Regions from separate parts of the Mus musculus genome. Here all the other regions are linked to region 3. Evidence: chromatin contacts called from public HiChIP or PLAC-seq and promoter capture Hi-C data. All regions are on one chromosome and are shown on one strand. The core of a region is the stretch at or near the end of the contact, and the rest is flanking DNA. Distances in the headings are between cores, read along the strand shown.

Evidence for each region. Promoter capture Hi-C pulls out the DNA fragments that hold promoters and counts their contacts. HiChIP or PLAC-seq counts read pairs in DNA pulled down with a chosen protein or histone mark.
Region 1: an H3K4me3 HiChIP or PLAC-seq map of embryonic stem cells shows a contact between it and region 3, with 22 read pairs. The contact joins the enhancer-like site here to the promoter of 8030423F21Rik in region 3. A contact is called at or near these places in 11 of 39 promoter capture datasets (the 3T3-L1 cell line, 3T3-L1-derived adipocytes, cranial neural crest and 6 more), 3 of 115 datasets of contacts at active chromatin or transcription factors (embryonic stem cells and heart atrium) and 1 of 9 other capture datasets (embryonic stem cells).
Region 2: a promoter capture Hi-C map of hippocampal neurons shows a contact between it and region 3, with 4 times the contacts expected there. The contact joins the enhancer-like site here to the promoter of 8030423F21Rik in region 3. A contact is called at or near these places in 16 of 39 promoter capture datasets (the 3T3-L1 cell line, the C10 cell line, the HPC-7 cell line and 9 more), 5 of 484 Hi-C or Micro-C datasets (cerebral cortex and embryonic stem cells), 13 of 115 datasets of contacts at active chromatin or transcription factors (the 230-238 cell line, acute myeloid leukemia, craniofacial prominence and 9 more) and 1 of 9 other capture datasets (embryonic stem cells).

What each region holds. Positions count from the first base shown.
Region 1 is chr5:52,230,500-52,234,320 of GRCm38.p6, reverse strand. No RefSeq gene overlaps it. Among named protein-coding and RNA genes, the nearest start is that of C130083M11Rik, 16 kb to the right of the region's middle. Within about 2 kb of position 1,935, at least 18 of the 459 cell types and tissues checked have an H3K27ac peak or open chromatin away from gene starts, as enhancers often do. A contact at or near this core is called in embryonic stem cells, where this site is marked.
Region 2 is chr5:52,109,313-52,113,446 of GRCm38.p6, reverse strand. It overlaps a transcript of Ppargc1a not described here. Among named protein-coding and RNA genes, the nearest start is that of Gm40302, 19 kb to the left of the region's middle. Within about 2 kb of position 2,261, at least 11 of the 459 cell types and tissues checked have an H3K27ac peak or open chromatin away from gene starts, as enhancers often do. A contact at or near this core is called in the HPC-7 cell line, forebrain and hippocampal neurons, where this site is marked.
Region 3 is chr5:52,617,652-52,621,412 of GRCm38.p6, reverse strand. 8030423F21Rik (RIKEN cDNA 8030423F21 gene) reads left to right here and starts at 2,402. Exons shown (of 3, transcript NR_045738.1): 1 at 2,402-2,526.

The DNA of each region.
Region 1 (3,821 bases), core at 686-3,185, 390 kb after region 3:
AAACTATGCAGCATCCACCAGGAAGGGAGCTAGCTAGCTGCCTGCATCCTATCTGGAGCCAACCAGGGTGTTTACAAATCAACCAGAGGAACAAACCTTTCCAATAAGAAGGCAGCCCAAGAAATGAGATATAGGCCAGTCATAGCAGGAGAAGGAGAGATCAGACATGGGGATATGAGCAGGGGAGCAGGGGTAGGGGAAGCCTGACACCCTTTCCTCTGTAGCCTCCTTCCCCCTAGGAAGCGAGCTCACGAGAACCTAAACCATGATTTGTGTTGATTTAGTTTTGGCTGTATGCCCAGGACCTAGAATTACACATGTGCAACACATACATCCCTTGATAAGTATTTAAATAAATTCAAAACAGAAGAGTGGAAGGTAAGTCATTGTGGAGGAAGAAAAGGGAGTCAGTAGGAGAAGGTGGGATACAAGACAGGATGATGGGATGAATAGAATCAAAGTATATTGTGTACATGTATGAAATTGTCATAAGGAAAGTTATTATATATAATTAATATATACTAATAATTGAGGGTTGGCAAGATGGAAGCACTTGGCACTAAACCTAAGAACCAGAGCTTGATCCCCAGAACTCAGGAGATGAAAGGAGAGCAGCACCTTGGCTAGTTGTCCTCTGAGCTCCACATGTGCATCATGGTCTGACCCCACAAATAGATAACAAATGGGTGGAAGGATGGATGGATGGATGGATGGATGGATGGATGGATGGATGAATACATACATACATACATATATGAATGAATGAATCGATGGATGAATAGATAGATAGATCGATACACAGATACATACATACATAGATAGATACATAGATGGATGGATGGATGGATGGATGGATAGATAGAAATAGATGGATAGAAAGATAGATATTTTTGAAAAATTTAAAAGCTGAGGGCCTGGTGGTACACATTAGAAGAGGCACACACACAGCTAACTTGCAAAGAACAGACTTGTTAAAAAATAATTTAAGAGAGAGCTAAGGAATCTTTAGAAATAATGCATTGTCTGAATTAGACTTCTTGTAAAGAAATTTTGAAGGTTTTTTTTTTAACTTAAAATACAATAAAAGCAATGTCCCTCTGTTTCTATTTCATGTAACTCTGGCATTAGAAGGGAAATAGAGATCAGATGGTGGTGGCACACACCTTTAATCCTAGCACTCGGGAGACAGAGGCAGATAGATCTCTGAGTTCAAGACCAGTCTGGTCTACAGAGTGAATACCAGTCCAGCCAGGGCTACACAGAGAAACTTTGTCTTAAGAAAAAAAGAAAAAAAAAAAACCCTAAAAAGACAATTTAAAAAATGAGCATTTAAAGGAAAACAGAATGAAGGGAAGATGAGAAAAGAGAACTGAAATCAAAAGACAATCAAAGATGCTTTGTTTCCATGAGGATCATACCAGCATCAAGATGGAGGAAAATGAAAGCAAAGAAACAGAGCAGAAGCTGGGGCTAGAGAGAAGTGAAGCAAGGAAGAGCTGATCAAGTTCCCCAGGGAACAGAGACCCATTCCGTTTTGCATTAAACATCCTCCTGGAGGCAGTCACAGTGCTTACAGGTGCTTGGCCCTGCTGTCTGGGTTTGGTGTGCTCTCTGGATTAGCCAACAATGTATAATCAATTATACTCAGTACACCTTCACATTGCTCCTGCTTTATATATGATGAACGGAGACTGAAGAAAAGATCCTGATCTGCGGGAGTGTCAAGAAGCCATTAAATCTACTCATTGGCATTATGGGTTTTGTTTTGTTTTATTTTTTGTTTTGTTTCCCTACAGTCTTACGCTGTCTACCAGGCAGGTTTGGGAGTGGGGAGAGTACAGGTTAGAAAGAAACCAGAGGGGAAAGTAAATAACCAGTCAAGATTTCCACATAGACTCTTCCAACCTCCCCTCAGGGAGTCATGCCCAGACTCCTCCAGGAACCACACCCAGGTTAGAGTCTGAAACTGCAGACTCACAGAGCTCTTCCCTGTCTGGTGCTAGAGGGTTGAGGTTGTAGTTTTTAGCTCTGTATTTCACTTCTCTGGAAGTGTGTGTGTGTGTGTGTGTGTGTGTGTGTGTGTGTGTGTGTGCGTGTGTGTGTGTGTGTGTGTGTGTGTGTGTGTGCGCACACACACACGCTTGCCCACACATGTGCGTGCTTCATGCTTGTTTGTTGGTTTGAATATGCTTGAAAGTTTTGACCCAAGGGAAGCGGCACTATTAGGAGGTGTGGCCTTGTCGGAGTAGGTGCAGCTTACTAGGAGGAGGTGTTGAAGGAAGTTCATCACTGTTTAGGTGGACTTTTAAGTCTTATGCTTAGGCTCCACCCAGTACAGAAGAGACCTTCCTCCTCCTCCTCCTGGCTGCCTTTGGATCCATATGTAGACCTCTCAGCTCCTCCAGCACTCTTGTCTGCCGGCACACTGCTATGCTTTCCACCATGACAATAATGGACTAAACCTCTGAAACTGTAAGCCAGCCCCAATTAAATGGTTGCTTTTATAAGAGTTGCTTTGGTCATGGTGTCTCTTCACAGTAATGAAACCCTAAGAATATGTATATTGGAGAACACATGTATCATATATCTAAACAGCATTAATTCATAGAAGTTCATCTTTATGTTGATCTGCAGGAAACCTGATCAATAGGATGGGCTAACGCCCAGGGATTATTATATTAATTTAATAATGACAGGAAAGGCTTATCAGTTGAAAGACACAATCCTGAGATCAAGTCTCTTTGGGACCTTGCCATTGAGATCATCAATTGAAGACCATTCAAAAATGGTGGGCCATCTTTCAGGAGCCCCACCTGGCAGCTTTAGCCTATCCTAGATGGCTCCTGACACAAGACAAGCTCTTAAGGAGTACAAACAACACAGCTTGCTCCTCATGGCCTGCTCAGTCTGCTTTCTTATAGCACTCTAGAACCACCTGCCCAGGGGTGGCCCCACCTCCAATGGGCTGGGCCCTCCCCACCAATAACTAATTAAGAAAATGCACTGCAGGTCCCACGGGCAGTACAGCATGTGACACCTTTAGCATGGAACCTCAAAGGTGACAGAGAATTCTTTCAATTTTGTTCACTTTGACTCTTTAAAAAAAAAAAAAAAACCCAACCCAACCCAAACAAACAAACAAACAAACCATTGTCCTTGGCAAGTCTTTGCATTAAGCTACTCTGGGTTCCTTGTCACTTTTGCTTTACGTGAATTTTAAAATATCTGTTTGTTTTGTCTGATACCTACTGTTTTGAGAAGTTCCCAGGGGGAGAAGTCCAGCTTCTGTTTAAAATCTTACAATGCTGATTGACTACCAGAACTTTAGTGATTGTGGAGGGTTGGAATGTTGCAGGCCCAGCGCTAAATTGTCTTTGGCTATCTTTAGCTGCCTTTTAATAGACATTTATTACCCAACTCTGTGTCTGACCTAATATCCCTTTGACTATCATTTTGGAATGCTTTAACAGACCATTAACTTCCACCAACCCCAACGCTACCTACCTGTCAGGCATTTGAAAAGACTTAGGACTTTCTTCTGTTCTGTTACTATACCACTGAGCAATCAACCATTATGTGTGTGTTCCTGGCTGAGTCATCCAAGTTCCTTCCAAGGATCCCAGACGTGTCTGCACAGTGCCACGTGTCAGGATGCTCTTGGGGCTTACTTCTGTGACTGTGCACCGAGCTTCCTTGGAAACCACCGTGAACTCAACTTTGATGATGCGCCAGTCAACCCTGTCTCCATGGAGGTCCACGTGTGGATGGAGGAAACAACAACCACTGTCCCTGCACAGGTAGTGGATTCAGGGAATGCACTG
Region 2 (4,134 bases), core at 1,012-3,511, 510 kb after region 3:
TCCACGCCTGTCCTTGCCGAAAGCCACGGACCCCTCCGGCTTGGCAAACTCCAGTCTCCAGGAGCCTGCGTGAGCGCGCCTCTGTGTGTGTGTGTGTGTGTGTGTGTGTGTGTGTGTGTGTGTGTGTGTGTGTGTGTGTGTGTGTGTGTGGTGTATGACGCGCGTGTGGCTGTCGATGAGTCAGAAACCAACCCCAGCTCGCCTTTGAGGACAGAGGCGCGGACCTGAGGCTTGAAGCACACACCCGCCACCAGCCCTGGGGGCTGTAGGGGATTCCTCGGCAGCGCCGCGCCTCCCAGTCCTGGACCGGAATGCTTTAGGCTAAGTTTCCGGGCAAGTGGCTCCGACCAACACCGCAGGGAGCAGAAACTCGACTGCTTGCTATTCTTCGGGAAGAAGAGAGAAGGGAGACCCGGTGGGTGTCGCCAGGCGCTCAGCAACGCCGCTCTAGAGCCACGGGAGGCTTCGCAGCATCTTTAAGGAGACAGGAAAGGAGTCCAAGAGCTTGGAAGAGACGAGGGCAGGGCCTTGTTTCGCAAGATGGGCAGTCACGTGCAAACTCCTTGGCAGCCCGAGTTGGTGGGCGTCAGGGTCGGGGCAGGGGTGCCAGGCAGGTTCGTAGGGTCAGGTTGGGAAACCTGAAAAAGATGAGAACCTTGAAGAGGGATCCTTTTCGAAAGAGGCAAACTATTGGCTTCTCTTCGGGTAAAGTTAGTTTAAGTTGATTAGGAAAAAGCATCTCCCTCAAAGACAACATCTTTCTTCTAGAAAGGGGCACTCGCGTTGCTAAGAAAATGGCAAGAATGTCTGAAAAAGCAGCTGGTGCTGCTCTGTGGATGGTGATTAGCTCACAGACTGGTACTGGGGAGCGAGCTAACCTGAGTGCAGAGAAATTGGCTGGCGGGGAGAGCAGATGATTTGAAGTATTGATTTCTTCCACCAGTGGTACGGTATGAACTTTAAGATAAAGTGCAGAAACAAACGAAAGACAAGCATTGTTAGAGGAAGGGGCGGTCACTACCCTAGCTCTGCTTGTCCGGTGGGAAGTGCTGGCGAGCGTTGCCTTAGGAGACTTGAGGTTTCCGGCTCAGCCACCGTCACCATTTTCAAGGAAGGAGAATTATACAGCGTGTGCATTAGGCCTTGCTGAGCTCCAGTTTGCCCTTTCAGCATCTGAGCATGGGCAAATGACTACGAAAACTGCTTGCAACTACTGTTCCTACGGAGGACAAGGAGAAAACAAAGGCAATAGTTTCACATTTTATCCCAGGATTCAGGCAGCGTTGACTTGGGGAGAGAGGCCTGGGCCAAAATTTGAAAGAGTGAGACTTATTCATGATTTTACCTGAATTGCTGCCAAAAAAGCGTACAAACCCTTCATTCCCTAAAAATAGCATCGTTCTTCAAGTGTAATTTGTTTACCTCAATTAAAAATAAAACCCACTTCTTAGTGTTATAAAGTGCTTATGAAGGTAAGGGTTGGCTGTACTAAAAAAAATCAAGCTTTTTATTTCTAGATCAATATGATGTGCTCTCAACATCTAATACCATGTAAAAGGAACCTTTTTACAACATCAATAGCAGGCAGGCATGTCTACTAAGAACCTCCTTTCCTGGAATCCCAAGGCTGTTTGATTTCTTTCGTTTTCACAAGAAGCACGATTATGACACCGTTCATTATAAACAAGGGGTTGAAAAATAGGACGAGATGGAAAATCTGGAAAGTAGCGAGTCATTTATTCACTTATAAAAACCAGGCAAACAAAAACAAGCAAATAAACAGACATTAAAAATACTCCAGCTACGGATCATCGTGGAAAGGAAAGAATTTAGTTATTTTGTGACATTTATTGAAGCTGGAGGGGGTGGCTTGTTGATTTTTTTTTTTTTAGAGAGAGAGAGAGAGAGAGAGAGAGAGAGAGAAAGAGTCTAATGTGTATTAGAGCCGAAACTACATCTGTTGCCATTTAGAAACTGGGAGATTCCATCCTGTTTCTGAGACCATGCTGCAGGTATTTTTGCATGGGCTTTCCAATGTGCAAAACAAACCACAAGTGTGTGTGTGTGTGTGTGTGTGTGTGTGTGTGTGGGCAGGAGTGGAGTGTGTGTGTGTGTGTGGGGGGGGGAAGCATCTGCTGAGGAGGAACCTGTTTCAGTTAGAATGAAACCCCCAATTAAAGTGTATCTGTGAGATGTGTCTGCTTTGGCTCAGTGCAGCAGACGGCAGCCCGTTCTTTAATTTACAGTTTCACGCCTAGGGATGGCAGCAGAGCAAGCTTCCAGCCCTCAGCTTTCTCTTTTTATGTTTTGCCTTTCAGCCTGGGCTTCTCCCCTGGAGTTGTTTAAGCGGTCAGGCTCCATCCTTGGCCATTATCTGCTTGCTTTTAGGACCTGGGTCACCTTATTAGTTGCCACTATGTCAGCCCAGATCGAAGCAGGCCAGGTCTGTATGATACAGAATCAATCAGTTGAAAGTGAAAAATGAAGCCAATTAGCTGATTGCGTGGGTGTCCCAGAGAGGCCTGACATCTGACTTTCCTCACCTGATCGGACAGTTCCTTGGTTCCCTGGTAGCTTAACCCCCAAGTTTGTGAAAGATGCATCACTATCTGGTGTGACTATGCATTTTAACTTTCTTTTGCCTCCTGCACCATCAACCTCTGAGCTTTCAATAGAAAATGGCCTCCCTGGAAGAACAGCCCAGATGCATCTTTGCAGAGCAGGCAGGGTTCCTGTTGAATTTGGCTCTATAGTTTTTGTTATTCAGTGCTTGGGGCTCTTTGCACTTCATCTTGTCTAGCAACGTAGAAGTTTTAATACAGGCTCATTACAGAAGATAGGTAGGTAAGTTGTTGAACACGTCTGTCTGTTCTTTTGTTTTTGGTAGGAGTAGGAGAAGCTTGGCATTAGTTCTGGGAATAGAGATAGACAAAGCAGGAAACACCAGGTAGAATTGAATATATGTATGCTTTCTTTCCGACTATTCCACAATTCTTAAAGTGATGACAGTGTTTAGATCCATAGAGATGTACCTAAGGCTTGCAACTGGGAGGAATCTACTTCCATTTCCAGCACCTACGTAAACATCACAGGCATGGTGGCATACTGTGGATGCAGAGACAGGAAGCTGCCTGGGGCTCACAGCATAGCCAGTTCAGCTTAGTGAGTGAACTCTGGAACAGTGTTGACAGTAGTGATGATGGTGCTGGTGAGCGTGATACCCGAGGCTGTCTTTTAGCTTCTGCATGCACACATGAGCATACTCACCCATGTATGATGTATGTCTGTTTACACATACATGACACAGTGCACAGTAACAAAAAGAAAGACTTGTCGGGACATACATCGGTTGCCACGGTCTTCCGGTAAGATGAGCTTCCTCTTGGTAGCTTTGGTTTGAAAATATCCTGCACCTTTATAAATTTCTATAGACACAAGATCACAGGATTTTGATTGTGGCTACTACTTTTTTTTTAAAATGCTGTTTCAAACACTTTACACCGGTATGACTCCTTTAGTCTCCATAACAACACGGGGTAGAGCCTTGTCTTGTTATTCCCATTTTACAGAGAATGCAAACAAGACAGAATTAAGTGCTAGTTAGGAGCAAGTAGTGGGGACTGGTTGGGCAGCCAGAGGCCAGCTTCCTCTTACTGTCTCCACTCCATTCCTCTCTGCAACACAAAAGCACTGTGAGGCTACACACCCATCCCTTGAAAGTCTCTGAGGATGCCATCTGTTTGCCTTTACAAATAGTGAACCTCTCCTTTGCTTGTCCAAATCTTCATCCCCTCTCTTTCTTTTCACTTTTTTTTGATGCCATATGCCCATGTACATGTTCATGTATGTTTACCTAAATGTATGTGCAGGTATGCACACATGTGTGTGGGATGCCCAAGGTTGATGCCAAGGGTTTTCTTCATCTGCTCTCTCCTTATTCTTTTTGAGTTAGGGTCACTCACGGAACCCGTAGCTCACAGTTCAGCTAGACTGCCTGGCCAGCAAGCCCTAGTGATCCCTCCTCCTGGTTCTGCCTTCCAGTTTGGAGACTTTTATATGGGTGCTGAGGATACTGGTCGTTGATATTAATGACTGCCCACCCCCCACTTCCTTTTCTTTCTTTTATATTGTACA
Region 3 (3,761 bases), core at 1,153-3,652:
TTCCCCTGTACTGGGGCATATAAAGTTTGCAAGTCCAATGGGCCTCTCTTTCCAGTGATGGCCGACTAGGCCATCTTTTGATATATATGCAGCTAGAGTCAAGAGCTCCGGGGTACTGGTTAGTTCATAATGTTGTTCCACCTATAGGGTTGCAGATCCCTTTAGCTCCTTGGCTACTTTCTCTAGCTCCTCCATTGGGAGCCCTGTGATCCATCCATTAGCTGACTGTGAGCATCCACTTCTGTGTTTGCTAGGCCCCGGCATAGTCTCACAAGAGACAGCTACATCTGGGTCCTTTCAATAAAATCTTGCTAGTGTATGCAATGGTGTCAGCGTTTGGATGCTGATTATGGGGTGGATCCCTGGATATGGCAGTCTCTACATGGTCCATCCTTTCATCTCAGCTCCAAACTTTGTCTCTGTAACTCCTTCCATGGGTGTTTTGTTCCCAATTCTAAGGAGGGGCATAGTGTCCACACTTCAGTCTTCATTCTTCTTGAGTTTCATGTGTTTAGCAAATTGTATCTTATATCTTGGGTATCCTAGGTTTGGGGCTAATATCCACTTATCAGTGAGTACATATTGTCACACTGATTTCTTAGTTTCAGAGACTGTGTGCCTGGAGACTTCATATAAAATGTCACAGGACATTTATATATATCCTTCATCTTTCCTGACTGGGGTGATGTTCTTGGATCGCCGTCTTTGGTCCTCACCTGGGAAATCTGTTAGAAAGTAGATTTAGGGAAAGAGGCAGTAGGGTTGGGTCAATGGGGAGCTGTTTCGGGTGTGATGATATGAGGCACCTCAATTTGAGAATGAGGGGTCTAGACATGGGGAAAAGCAGGTGAGAGTTAAACACGGAATAGTACAATGGCCCTGGAAAGCTGGAGGTCTGCCTCCATCTTGTTTAGTGACCAGTCAGCTGTTGTTAGCAAAGCCATGCAAGCATGCAGATTGGGTTTCAGTGCACAAGAATTCATGCCTAGTTTCCTGGGCAGGACCAGGAGGTGACTTCTGAGACATGTGAGCCAATGCTGGATCCAGATGTTCTGGGAGAGCATTACCTAGCTACTCCCTGACCAAGTACCCATGTCTACAGGTCCAGATTCAACCAAGGGTTTTGAGACTTCAAAGATTTGGCTGAGAGATGTCTCCATTCACCACCCAGGTTCTGCCCAGGTCCTCAAAACTTCTTCCCAGGGGTCTTGTTTTGGGCCACTGGGATTCACAGAAATGGATCACGGGGGACACAACAGAATGGGGGAAAACATGGGGGTGTGCCATGCATCTTGAAGACTGTTTGCCAGGGGTGATGTCCACAACATCCACATTGGTCTTTCATTCTCAGAGCTTGTGGCCTTGAGCAGTGGTTGGCCTGCAGGCCTTCTATGCCTTCTATGGCCTCACCCCAGTGCTGTAAGATGGGCAGGACGCTCTGCCCAGGAAACCAGACTTTTGAAGGCTGAGGCACCTGTTCTAGATTCCCAAAGCTGGGGGTGGCAGGTAGGAACTGACTCCAAGTCAGCCGCACTAGCATGCAAAGAAGGGGCCATGTTAGGGTCCAGACATTCCCCTGAGGATCAGGGTGGCAAGGCCCAGTGCCCTCTTCCTTGACAGATGTCAGTGCCTATCTAGCTGCTGGGCTCACCAAAATTTGGAAATATGATTTATACTTGTCTTGATGAATCAGTAAAGTGATCAGGTGGGAAGAAAAAATTCGGTTGAGGGCATTAGGAGAAGGGCTAGGGAACACTCTGACATGTTTGCAATCTTAATGTTTCTTTTTTTCCCATCTATCTCTCTTCCTCTCTCTGCATAATATATCTCCATCTTTCCTCATCTCTCTATTCTTTACCTCTCTCCATCTATCCCTTTCTCTCTCTTTAAAAAAATTATGTGCATAATGTTTCGTCAGTATGTGTGCCTGTGCCTGTGCCTGTGTACCACCGTATCTGAGGATGTCAGAAGAGGGTGTCAGATTCCCTGGGCTTTCAGTTATGGTTAGTTGTGAACCACCATGTGGGTGCTGGGAATCGAACTCAGGTCCTCTGGGAGAGCAGCAGGTGCACTTAACTGCTCTGCCACCTCCCAGTCTTCTTTCCCTGTCCTTATCCCCATCCTCTTTGTCCTTCTATTTTTTTTTTTTTTTATCTCTTCCCATCTCTATTTCTTTATGGCTTCTTCTCATTCCTAATTCTTCTCTTCTCCCCTTCCTCTTCCTCTCCTTTCTCTCCCCCCCCCCCTGCACCCCACCCCGTGTCTGTCTCCAGCCCCACTCCCCCCTTCCCTGCCTGCCCCTTACTTCAAGCATTCAGGGTTTCGCCAGGGGGCTAATCAACATGGGGGGTGGGGCTACACAGCTCTCCGAGTTTATTCACTGAAACAACTCTGTATTACCAGGACTTGTTCGCCGCGAAACTGACTGCTTACGTTTTATGTGGCCATTGATCTTTAATCTGAGTCTGCCTGGAGGTTTCCTATAACATCAGGACTCCCTGGCCCTAGATGTGATTGCACACCGGAGTAAGTGGCGGCCCAGGCTGCTCTTTTCTCATCGGAGCAGCTGAAATGGTTGTATGGTGGGTGGAAAGTGCTGAGGTGTGGGTTCTATAAATAGCTGAGCTTGGTGGCGCGGTCTCCTCGGGGTGCCGGGCGGCGCGGATCTGGGGATGGGGTGCGGGCTGCAGTCGCGGGGGAGGCTGCTATCTATAGCGCGCTATTTTTAGCTGCATCAGCCGAGGAACCTGACAGCCGGTTAATGACTGCCACCCGCCGCGCGTCTGCGCGCCCCGGCTTTGGCACGCCAGGAGCAGCTGCGCCATGCTCAAAGTTGTCGCCTCGGAAAAGGCCTCTCTCCCTGGGAAGCAGGGCTGTTGCAAGAAGGCACTGGGCCTTGCCACCCTGATCCTCGGGGGAATGTCCGGGTTTTAACCACAGCCCCTTCTTTGCACGTTAGTGCAACCTGGAGGGAGACTGCAGAGAGGGGGCGTGCGTGCGGCCTGAGGTGGGCAGGACACAACAGGAGGCAGACCTGAGAGGCCAGAGTGCTCTCCTTGAGCCCTGGGGAAGTCAGACACCTGGCCAGAAGACTGGGGGCGGCCACCTTGACTCAGAGATCATGATTTCCATAGGGAAAAGTCCTGCAGTTTGGAAATGAGATGTCCTTGAGAGATGTGCTGTTACGGTTTTATAGACGTGGTGCTGTGCACACGGAGGCTGAGTGATTTGCTCAGGAACACAGAGCCTGCCACCTCTCTCTGTACCCTCTGCAGCTGCTGCACCCTGTCAAGGGCCTGGTGACAGTGACACTCTGAACAGATCCCACAGCCTCCAAGCAAGTGGCCACTAGCTTATCATTAAGATGGAGTGGGGGCCTGAGAAGGGCCAGGGTCCCTGGTGGGAGGAGACCTGTGGCCATTTCACACAGGGAAGAGGGTCAACATGAAGTCTGAGCCCCTCCTATACTCCTCCTCCATGGCACTGAAGGGTGCGGCAAGCAGCAGGGCTTAGTCACGGTTCTGAGCCCTGTGTTATACAGATTGGCGCAGAGTCCTCCTTGCAATCCTAGAGATGCAGGAGAATCAGTGCTACCATCGCTTTAAAGACGGAGAAGAGAGACACAGAGAGGTTAATTAGTTGTTCAGGGCCATCCACTTAGGAAAGAGGGATTGAAACTGGGGGTCATCTGGCCATTGGCTATCTGTACCCTGAGACTCCCCACTGCCTCTGCATAAAATGCATCTGACTAAATCAACTCA